2 separate regions of the Mus musculus genome follow, and region 1 is linked to region 2. A link is a contact called in public Micro-C data. All regions are on one chromosome and are shown on one strand. The core of a region is the stretch at or near the end of the contact, and the rest is flanking DNA. Distances in the headings are between cores, read along the strand shown.

Region 1 (5,460 bases), core at 2,151-4,650, 51 kb before region 2:
TAGGGAGAGGACAAAAAAACTGAAGGGTCGGCCCCCACTCTCTCCTTAACAGATAAGAGGAGTAGGTTTTCCCATAGGCCTATTGTAAAATGGACTCCATGTTTTTCTGTGCACTTGTTTTGTTCTGGTTTTTTGATCTTCAATTTCAGTTGATTTTCCTTTTTGAGAAAGACAAAGAACATAAAGTTGGGTGGGTAGAGAGGCAGGGAAAATCTGAGAGGGGTCAGGGAGTAGAAAAAACATGACCAAAACACACTGTTTAAAAAGTATTTTAAAGATAATTTTTGTAAACTGAAGGGAGAGTGACAGATTTTTATGAGCAGCAACTTCTCCTTTTCTAGCACTAAAACAGCTGGGCATGGTGGCGCACGCCTTTAATCCCAGCACTGAGGTTAATCTCAGGTCACTTTTTGAGACAGGCTCTCTCATTGAACCTGGAGCTCATCATACATCCAGCTAAGCTGGCTAGCCAATGAGCTCCAAGGATCTACCTCCCTAACACTGGGGTTCCAGACTCCCTCCACATCTGGCTCTTTACATGAATGCTGGAACTCAAACTCAGGAGGTAGAGGCAGGCGGATTTCTGAGTTCGAGGCCAGCCTGGTCTACAAAGTGAGTTCCAGGACAGCCAGGGCTACACAGAGAAACTTCCTTGTCAAGCTGCTGGCCATTGTCACAGTAATTGCCAGTTTCCATCAGTAAATTGTAACTCCTCAGGACTTTTTACTGTCCTCTTTGGTCGTTGTTCTTAACTATTCAGGACTACTTCAGAGAATTGCTATGAGAGTCATCTAAAAATACCAATAAAACCACTATCCTTATCCAGAAGATGGCTACTCCCTTTTTATGGGTCCTTATTGGTACAAGAACTGGAAACTAGCCATTCGCATATAGCCACAGTTGGTCTTGACCTCCCCCAGCCCTAAAACCACACATCTTCCTCCCAGGAACGGTTTTAGCTCTAACGTTTGATTATAAAAGGCCATAAGGATATCTAAGATAGCTGGGTAAGGCATTCACGAAAGTTTTGTTTTCAATCCAGGTGTGAAGGAATTACAAGTCCAGAAGGTTCCAAATCCATAGTGGAAGGAATCATAGAGGAGGAGGAAGAAGATGAGGAAGGAAGTGAGTCAGTTAACAAGAGGAAAAAGGAAGACGACATGGAAGTGAGTGACGGTCTCATCCTCAACAGATGAGGGGAGAAGGGGAAGCCGAGATAGAATTGTTATTTTTGATTATTTAGAATTGAATAGTTTAGTGGGCAGAGGCACCACGGTAAGAGAGCATTGAGTGGAGGGCACGAATGCAGTATGCAGCAGCTAGAGTGAAAAACTTACTGTGTTCCCTCAGACTTCCTCCCAGGCTCTTCTCACTCCTGTAGGTTCCTCTGCTTTCTCTAAGGGGGAAAAAATCTCATTTTGTATCTGTATCCTATGACTGTCCAGCTCTTACTGCCTCTCAAGGCTTGTCTCTTGGAACAAGCTTTCTGACCTCAGTGTCTATCAGTCCATCTGCATCGTACACTTACAACGATATGGTGCAGTGTACCACTTCTGAAAATTTCTTTTTTTTTTTTTTTTTTTTTTTAAAGATTTATTTATTGATTATATGCAAGTACACTGTAGCTGTCCTCAGACACTCCAGAAGAGAGATCTTGTTACGGATGGTTGTGAGCCACCATGTGGTTGCTGGGATTTGAACTCCTGACCTTCGGAAGAGCAGTCGGGTGCTCTTACCCACTGAGCCATCTCACCAGCCCTGAAAATTTCTTATATCAGGTCTTAATAATTAAACCACATTTAAAGATGCTGTGGACGCCTGACTGTCAGTGATGCCTCCTGTTGCCTTTGAATTTAATAGAAATCATTACCCAAGCAAACAAATTATGTTATTTCGTGTCTGTGTAAGTAGGGATTCTGGTGGAGCAACTGTTTGAGGCTGCTGATGGATAGTGCTGCTTGGTGAGGTGTTAGTGACTTCCTAGGGCGGATGGTGACTTCTTAATGCCAGGTAAGGTTGTGTTACCACATAATCCCTTGCCTTTGGGGATGCTGCTGTTGGCAAGAAGAGTACATCTTTTCAAAGTATTTTTTATTTAATGAGGATCTCTCAGCCATTCTTAAGATCGTTGATCAGAATATTTCATACTTCTTTAGAATTTGCAAATATATAAAGAATGCCTCATGTTTTGGGGCCTCAAAACCCCGTAAGGTGAAGGGAGGTTTTTCTCTCATATTGCAATATAGTAGCATCTTAATTCAGAAATTGGACTTGGGAGTCTGAGGCAGAGGGATCACAAATTTGAGGCCTGACTGGACAAAATAAGTTTGAAAGTTGGGTGACTTAGTAACACCTGTCTTAAAAATTACAAGAACAAGAAAAGCAGAAAGGGCCAGGCATGTAGGTCAGTGGGAGGCACTCAAAACCACTCCTCCCCCCACCCCAATGACAAATATATAGATTTTTCTATAGAACTTTTTTCACTGTGGAGAGCTGAGAAAATGAGGCTTCTGGTTTCTCCATCTAGTTCTCATATTGCTGCCTGTCTCTGACTGTAGCAGTCTGGGTATTGTGAAGTAGCATCTCATTGAGGGAGGTTCTGGTTCGGTTTTTAAGATAAGAGTGTTATTCTTTAGTTCAAGCTGGCCTCACACTGGCAGTCTCCTGTCTCAGCTCCAGAGTGCTTGTACTACAAGCTCATGTCTCATTGTTGCCTATTGTTGTGGGGCATCTTTTCATTCTCAGTGCCTCAATGTTCTCTGACATGCTGCACTTGTTTACCTCAGCACTGTGAAGGGGGCCTGTGCCCCACCAATACTCTTGATACCCTTAGCAGAGGTCATTTGACCGTGTACTCAATGTCCACTTCTAGGACTCTGTTTCCCTTGTCTGTCTTTAATGACACTATAAACTTTCTTGGTTTTATGGTTCATAGGCCTCAACATGCTAAACCTGTGCCACTGAACTGTATTCTCTAAGTCAGAAACTTTTTTAAAAATTTATTTATTTATTTTATGTGAGTACACTGTATCTGTCTTCAGACACACCAGAAGAGGGCGTCAGATCTCATTACAGATGGCCATGAGCTACCATGTGGTTCCTGGGAATTGAACTCAGGACCTCTGGAAGAACAGTCAGTGCTCTTAACCACTGAGCCATCTCTCCAGCCCCTTTTTTCCCCCCAGAAACTTTTAATTACTACAGATTATACTGTTTTGAAGTAAAAAATGAGTTATCTTCTTTTGCAAAGTTGGTTAGATATTCAGAATTGTATGTAATCTTAGATAATTTTAGAATCATTAAAATATCAAAAAGCACCATTTAGACTTGGATCCCACTGACTGTGAGTCACTTTGGGTGATGTGGACATCTTAGTCACTTACTGACCTTGAGCAGATGGTGTCGTCTCGTCCACATCTAGATTCCATGTTGCAGTTGGTGCACCATCCTGTGATTGTTTCAGTTGTATCTGACCTAGTTCCATGATTCAGGCAAGTATGGGATCACTTAGTAGTCTACCTACATTTCTGTTTGATGGTTTTGGTTTTTGTTTTTCAAGACAGGGTTTCTCTGTAGAGCCTTGGCTGTTCTAGAACCTGCTTTGTAGACCAGGCTGGCCTTGAACTCTGATCTGCCTGCATCTGTCGTCCCGTTGTCCCCGTCCCCCCCCCTCCCCGTGCTGGGATTAAAGGTGTGTATGACCACAGCCCAGCTATTTGATAGCACACTGTGCGCCATTCGCCACCCAGTTGTCAGGAGAAGGCAGATGTAGACACATTTGTCATGTCACCTTTTTAGAATGACTGTTCCTGGTCATTGTCATCAGTTCAGAACTAAGAAAACAGCCCTGTACTCACAACTGAGCTTGTTCTCTTGAGGACGTCTACCACAGTCCTCTGATAGTGATCCTAGCTTGGAGGAGGCTCTGCTTTGTCTCTCACTTAGGTTGGTTTCAGGGTGGGGAACATTCTTTTGTTTTACTACACTGTGGTCTTTGTATGGCTCTTTGATGATCTGTCCTTTTTACTCACTGAAAGAAAAGTTCCATCTTGGCTCAATAATTATTTGCTTCCTAAATTTACCAAAAGTTACCAGTGGTTGTGTCAGACCTTGTTTGTAGTACTGGCCATTTGGGAGGTTGAGGCAGGAGACTTATGAGAACCAGAAGAAAGCAAATAGGAGTGAAAAAGAAAGCTTAGGGTTATCCAAAAGTCAAAATTAGAGCAGCGGGCAGTGCTGTGAGAAGGGTTCAATGCACACTGAGTATCTGGGCTGTAGTGGGTTCTCACCTGTGCTGGCTCCCCTTCCTCACCCCAGACCTGCTCACCCTCAGGCTCACCTTGCTTTCATTCCTACAGACCAAGAAGGATCACCCATACACCTGGAGAATTGAGCTGGCAAAAACAGAAAAGTACTGGGATGGCTGGTTCCGGGGCTTATCCAATCTCTTTCTTAGCTGTCCTATTCCTAAACTGCTGCTCTTGGCAGGTAAGTGGTGTGTGTGTGTGTGTGTGTGTGTGTGTGTGTGTGTGTGTGTGTGTGTTTCCTTGGCTGAAATAATCAAATATTTGAAATACTCAAATAGATTGGGTGGCTTCAAGAACTGAACCCTGCGTTTCTCACCGTCGGGGCTGACAGTGTAAGATTAGAGGTTTGGGTTTGGGTTGGACTACGTTCTCAGGTCTTCCTGGTTCACAGACCTTCTGTGCTTTCACATGGATAAGAGAAAGCAAGACAGTTTTCTGGGGTCTTTTACAAGGACAATAATGGTATTGTGTCAGAGACCCCCCCTACCCCTACAACCTCATTTTATCTTTTGTAGACCCCATCTTCAAATCCACTGGAGGTTATGGCTTCCCCATGAATTGTGGGACAGTGCGTCCATAGAATTGTCAGAATACTGTCATCTAGATGTGACCTCATCACAACTGTTAAGATTAACCAACATGGGTGTGACTTCTAAAGTAGAGAAACCCCCTTCTAAACTGCCCCTGTACAGGCCTAAACCTAACAGGTTTAAACCCCTCCAGTGCTGCGTGGTGTTGCCCTGAGTACCTGACTGAACCCAACTCCTAGAGCATTCTGAACGCTGTGAGAATTGAGACAGTAAAATGATATTTTCATCTAAACATCTGTAGTGCACATGATTGGGCTGCACTGATTGCTTAGCAGTTAAAGATACTTGTTATTCTTCCAGAGAACCTGAATTCAGGTCCCACTACCCATACGTGGCTCACAACCATTTGTAACTCCAGTTCTAACACCCTTTTCTGACCTCCACATGTGCCAGGTGCATATGTGGTACATATATATATACATATAAACAAAATACTTATACATAAATTTATTTATAAATAAATTTTAAAAATGAACATTATTACCCAGAAATCTCAACCCAAAATTTTTCATCTGTTGAGAATATGGGAGTCAAAGAATTGTATCCATCTGATTGAAAGTGCA
Region 2 (5,986 bases), core at 1,581-4,080:
AGGAATGCAAACTTGGCTGCATGCCCAGCCTCTGAGCAAACAGAGACTGAGTTACAGGACGCTGAAGGCCAACCTCAGGCTTTCCTAAATGCCTTTTTGCTTTAACAAATGCTGCTGAGAGTGGAAAATCAGATCCTTTCCTTCAAGAATCTGCACATAAAATTTGCAACCCAATCCCTGCAGTTAGCTTCCTGGGGAGGTTATTCAGCCGCAAGCCATGGGCCATGTCAATTCGATACTTTTCTCCCTTGAAACTGAGAGATGGCTTTGCCTTCATCCTTCTGAGACCTTCTGAATGCTTCATTCTAAGCTCAGAAATCACTCCAACTCTTTTACTCTTTGTGTTTCTTAAATGGCACCAACAAAACAAACTAGACTACCCCCCCTCCCCCATGCAGACTGTGTGCTCTACTGGGTACTCGGTGATGGGGGCTCTAATTAGAACATTTTCTATCCATTAGCAGGTAGAGCAGCCTCAGCAGCCAAAGCCACTTCATTTCCTGATTTAGAAACTCAAAGTATATAAAACAGGGGCATTAGAAATAACATTTCAACTTATATAAAATCAACAGATTGAATCTATAGAAAAGTGAGCTGAAACTACCCCAATTTTTAAAAAATGATTTAAAAAATCATTTTTAAAAAGTAAACACTTCACGCTGGCTTTCGAGCATGACCAGGGGACAGAATCACAGCCTCTAGAGCATCAGATTGCCTGTGATGAGACTAAATGTTCATAATCATCTGAGAAACGGATCTGGGATTTTAAAAATTCCCTTTTTAATCTTTTAGAATCCCAGCTAGTGCTTCCATTGGCAGGGTTAATTTAATACTTAGTCACTGAGCAGCGGTGGTCTGCTCTTGTGTTGCTTGGTTCACAGCAGTCTTCCTGCCTCAGCCTCCCCACTGCGCCGAGTCTACTTGATCAGCCAGCCTTGAAGAGTCATAGGGAGTTAACATTTTTTCAGTAACTTACTACATGTTAAGCTCAATGATAAATAACTTTACCTGGACACAATCGTTCCAAGAACCCTATGGGAATAACCATTAAAGCATCATTGTTTAGATTAGGAAACTAAAGCTTAAAGATATAACACGGTCAGAGTCAAAAATTCAGAGACCTGTTGAGCTCCTGAATCTAGACTCTGAGTCACTTGGTACCCACAGTGTTCCACACACTTTCTCCTGCATTGGCTTTCTCCTCTTCCTCCTCTTCTTTTCCTCCTCCTCCATCTCCTCCTCCTCTCCTTTTTCCCTTCTTCCTCCTCTTCCCTTTTTTCTCCTCCTCCTCCTCCTTTTTTTTAGTATAGACAGGTGTCTTTTATTAGCTTTTCCTAAACTTGTCTCCTGCTTACAGCCTGTTTTTCTTAGTGTAAGAATGTAATCTGCAGGTTTTTTTTTTTTAACAAACCAATTTGATACTGCAACTCAAACAAATGCGTGTCTAACTACAAGCCATCAGTTGCCACCAATGGCATTTGAAGAGCAGACTGCAGGATTAAGCCAACCCTTACGAAACTGGCTGTCCTTCATGACCATTTCTTATAAACATTTGTGGGAGTGGAGCAGGGCGGGTTGGCATGGGAATGGATTTGAAATTTAAAGTTACTGGAAATCAAATGATGTGCTTCTGCTCTGTCTAGACAAGTTTGTAAGATCAATTGGATTTATGTGGAAACAACTGTGCCTTATAGTCCGTGGGCTTCTCAGTGTCCAAAGCAAAGAAGGCACAAGACATGTTGGTATCATATGCAAGCATTCCTTTTTCATCTTGGACACTGATTAGTGCTCTAAGTCCCACACTTTACAACAGTTTACCTTCCAGGATCTAACTCTACTTTGCTGACTGCATAAAAAATAATGTTGGCTGTGTGTTTGTGCACACTACTCCCAGTATTACCCCGTGTGAAGTAGTTTTTCACAGTGTTTTCTTTGGAGTCAGACATTTTCACATACATACAACCTCTCAGCTACTACTTACATTCAGAGAACTTTTACCCATGGAAAAAGAAATAAGAGCTATAATGGTCACCACAGCATTCTACTGTGTCAGCAGTAACTTGACAAGAAGTCCAAGGTCATTTGCTGCTTGACACAGTATTTGTGAGATCCAACTGGACTCTAGAATCTCCATGCTACCTACACTTTTTCACAGTGTATCAACTTGGACATGTGAAGGTGGATGGGGGGTGGTGTCACACCCCGGGGTGTGTGTTTGTGTGTGACAGAGACAGAGAGTGAGAGACAGAGAGACAGGGAGAGACAGAGAAACAGAAAGAGACAGAGACACGGACAAACACACATACATACAGACACATAGACACAGAGAGAGACAGAGACCGGAACAGAGAGACAGAGACACACACACAAAGAGGCAGAGAGACAGGCACAGAGACAAAGAGACAGACACAGACAGACAGACAGACAGACACAGAGAGTGAGAGAGAGGGAGAGAGAGAGAGAGAGAGAGAGAGAGAGAGAGAGTGACACAGAACTCCTCATTCCCCTTCAAAGTGTCTCAGGGTCCCCACCACATGACAGTTGGGTCTGGAAGTCACTTTGGGCCTCAGTTACTCCTCACCCTCAGTCGCTGAGCATCCCGGCTCCCTGGAGACGCCCTCACCTGGTCAAGTCGCGCAGCCGCGCCTCCTCGCCGCGCAGGTAGCGCCTCAGTGTCCCCAGCAGCCTGCGCTCGGGCGCCAGGGCGCGCGCCACGCTGGTCAGCGCGGAGAACGTGTCCTCCCGCCCCGTGGCCGCCGCGGGGTCTCCCCCGAGCGCCAGCAGCGCCAGCAGAGCCAGCCGCGCCCCTGGGCCCATCGCAGGGTCGCGCGTCCCTCCGCGCTCTCGCCCGGCGCCGCCCCGGCCCGCCCGCCCGCCCGCAGCCTTCCGTCGCCCGCCCTTGGCCGCCTCCGTCCCCTCAGCACTGAATTCCTTAGTGCCTGGCCCGCCGCTAACTCCACACTGATTCCACCGTGCCTGTCACATTTGGGGGAACTGAGGCGAGCGCGGGTGAGCAGTGATTTCTCTAGTTACAGCCGTGCTGAGCCATCATCCAAATTCCTCCTGTGGGACAGGGGAGGACACAAAAACCTCTGGATTATGAGGGGAACTCCAAAGGGTGACACAGCATGGTGACAGAAGTGCAGGTGGCTGGGGCAGAGGGGTAAAGTCTTCACAGAGGACAGGACCTCAGGTGATCTTGAAAGATGGCTAGGACTTACAGAAGCTGAAACTCTAGGATCGAGTCACTACAGAGTCACACAAAAATACCATCATTATATTCTACTAGGCTGCTTGTTTCTTTCACCCCGCTATCCCTTTTGCCCAGCAATGTTTATTCATTTACTCATTCATTTAAGTGTTCAGTAACATCTGTGCTATAGTAGGTGCAGATGCAGCCCGCTGCTCATAAAGGGAAATGGAAATGTAAACCACCATAAAAACACAAAATGGGCAACCACAGGCTGTGTGCAATGGGTGAGGACCTCATCCCCAAAGAGGGGCTTCCCCTGGCATGCTTTGATGGGGAGAGAGCTTCACAGAGTCAATGTGTGTAGTTCTAACAGTATCTTGACTTTAGGCCATCCTGGATTATCCTGGTGAGCTCAACGCAGTTGCCAAGGTCCTTTTAAAAAGGCAAAGAAAAAGCCGGGCGGTGGTGGCCCACGCCTTTAATCCCAGCACTTGGGAGGCAGAGAAACCCTGTCTCGAAAAACAAACAAACAAACGGCAAAGAAAGATACAGGACAATAACAGCCAAATCAGAGACTTGATGATGCTGTGTTGCGACTTTGAAAATGGATAAACGGTCTGTGAGTAACAGGTTGTAGGTAGCTTCTAGAAGGTTGAGAAGGCTGGGGGACAGATCTTTCCTAGTCTGCAGGAAGAACAGATCTGCCAATACCTTGATTTTATCTCGTGACACCTATTCGTTACGGTTTGAATTTGAAATGAACCTCACAGTTTCATCCTCTTGAATACTTGGTAAAAACCAAGCTATGGAGCTTTGGGGAAGTAGGGCTTACATACTCCACTAGGTTCACTAAGGCTTCACTGCTGGCCAGAGCCATCAGGTTTCTGTCTGCTGGATGTGAGCACCGGCCACATATGCTAGCCACCAGACGGGGCAAGACCTGCCAACACACCTTCCTTTTCATGATGGGCTCCAGGAGTCAAAGAAATCTTTTCTCTGTTACAGTGTGTCTGTCAGATATCTGGTCACAGTGCTGAAAAAGTCTAATACATCGGTTCAGACTTCTGAATTCTGAGGCAGTAGGATAAAAAAATCTGGGTTATTATAAGCCCCAGAGTTTGTGATAACTTGTCTAAGCAATAGGAAACTTGGGCGGGTGAGAAGGCCAGCAGCTAAGAGTGCATACACACTGCTCTTACTGAAGGCCTGAGCTGAGTTTTCCCCATCCACGTCCATATAGGGTGTTACATAAATTATTGTATGTTAAACCAACCTCAAATGCCTAATGTAAATCCTCTTAGGTCACAATGCACATTCACATTAATATGTTGCTGGATTTTGTTTGTTGATATTTTGTTGTAACATTTTTGTATCTTTATTATAAGAGAAGGTAGCCCATAGTTTTCTCGAATTATTTTTGTCTGGTCTTTATATCAATGTAAAACTAATTTCAGAGATCACAGTGGGAATTGTTCCCTCCTTTCCTACAGTTTAGAAGAATCTGGAAAGGATTGAAATTTGTTCTTCTTTGAGTAGCTTGAAGAATTCACCATTAAAGTCAGTTAATTCTAAGCTTTCTTTTGGGAGATGTTTTGGTTCTTGATTCAGTCTCCATAGCAACTGTTTTAGAGCAGGCTGCATGGCAATGGAGTCTCTTAATGTTCTTTCCTCTAGGATTGCTTTATTGCTGAGGCTTGTCTCCCTGGCTATAAAATTTCACGTTCACATTGCTTTCCTTCTGGCACCTTAACGTTCTCTGTCCTCTGTGGAAAATGCCCAGCTCCTTCAGTCACTCTGGTAACGTTCTCTCTAGCTAGTTTCAAAGAGTTTTCTGTCATATTTCCTTTGCTTTTATCTTTCAGCAGTTTAATGCTAGGCATCGAATTCTTTGAGTTTGTCCTTTTTAGAGGTCACTTAAATGTCTTGCTTCTGTAAGTTGTGACTTTTATCAAATTTGAGAACTGGTCCTACTTTTTTTTTTTTTTCCTGAATTGTCTTGAATTTTTTGAATGCAGAAATCTGGTACTTCCTATCAGGTCTTTGAGGCTCGGGTTATTTTTAAAGTGATTTTTCTCTCATTCACATTACACACTTTCTGTGGATCTGTGTTTAAATATGCCAACTCCTCTGTCACCTCAATTCTGCAATCAGTCTTAGCATTTCTATTTGGTTTGTCCTCTTGTCTTCTGTCTTTCTCAGCTTTCTCTTCATTTCAAGCATGCTCACCCGGGCTTCCTAGAGCATCGTCTAACATTGTTTTCAACACCTTCAACATTTGTGCTTTGTTGTCATCAACATTTATCGGCTGCCTTTTCTGTTTTGTTTTTCTCTTTTATTTCCTTTTTATGCTAATTGAGATTTTCTTTACTCTTTGTATGCTAAGAATTCTTGGATTGAACACTGGACAGTTGGAATTTTATGTCCTACGTGTCTGGCTCTTCTTTACTTTCTCTCTGGCACGCCATTATTCCAGGTAGTCTCGGGTCCCATGTGACTTACCTCTGCAACTGCAACACCAACACTACTTCAGCTGCAGTGACATTCAGATGCATTCAGGTTGTGCACACAATTGGGCAGTTTGGGATGTGGACAGTGGTGTACTCTGTGTCTCAGTACTCAAGCCTATGCAATGCTCTTAAGCATCAAATCCACAACATACTGATTAATACTGGGCCTAGGAGTTACAGAATTTCACTCTTGAGGCCTTCCCCACTGTGTCCTGACACTTGCCAGTTCCTTGTGTCCCCCCACCCCTGGGGCTTCAGTTAACCCACTCTGCCATTTATTTGCTAG

Evidence for each region. Hi-C and Micro-C count contacts between places; a contact is called where the count stands out from the background.
Region 1: a Micro-C map of granulosa cells shows a contact between it and region 2, with 2.6 times the contacts expected there. The contact joins the enhancer-like site here to the promoter of P4ha3 in region 2. A contact is called at or near these places in 22 of 39 promoter capture datasets (the 3T3-L1 cell line, 3T3-L1-derived adipocytes, HPC-7-derived erythroid cells and 15 more), 7 of 15 datasets of contacts at CTCF or cohesin (the G1E-ER4 cell line, the NIH/3T3 cell line, embryonic stem cells and 3 more), 181 of 484 Hi-C or Micro-C datasets (the 3T3-L1 cell line, 3T3-L1-derived adipocytes, the 4T1 cell line and 93 more), 34 of 115 datasets of contacts at active chromatin or transcription factors (the NIH/3T3 cell line, SST interneurons, astrocytes and 26 more) and 6 of 9 other capture datasets (adipose tissue, embryonic stem cells, embryonic tail and 3 more).

Annotation. Positions count from the first base shown.
Region 1 is chr7:100,334,076-100,339,535 of GRCm38.p6, reverse strand. It overlaps Ppme1 (protein phosphatase methylesterase 1), which reads left to right. Exons shown (of 14, transcript NM_028292.2): 9 at 1,043-1,166; 10 at 4,359-4,488. Among named protein-coding and RNA genes, the nearest start is that of Ppme1, 35 kb to the left of the region's middle. Within about 2 kb of position 3,400, at least 1 of the 459 cell types and tissues checked has an H3K27ac peak or open chromatin away from gene starts, as enhancers often do. A contact at or near this core is called in granulosa cells, where this site is marked.
Region 2 is chr7:100,282,364-100,288,349 of GRCm38.p6, reverse strand. P4ha3 (procollagen-proline, 2-oxoglutarate 4-dioxygenase (proline 4-hydroxylase), alpha polypeptide III) reads right to left here and starts at 2,830. Exons shown (of 13, transcript NM_177161.4): 1 at 2,624-2,830. The coding sequence starts at 2,817.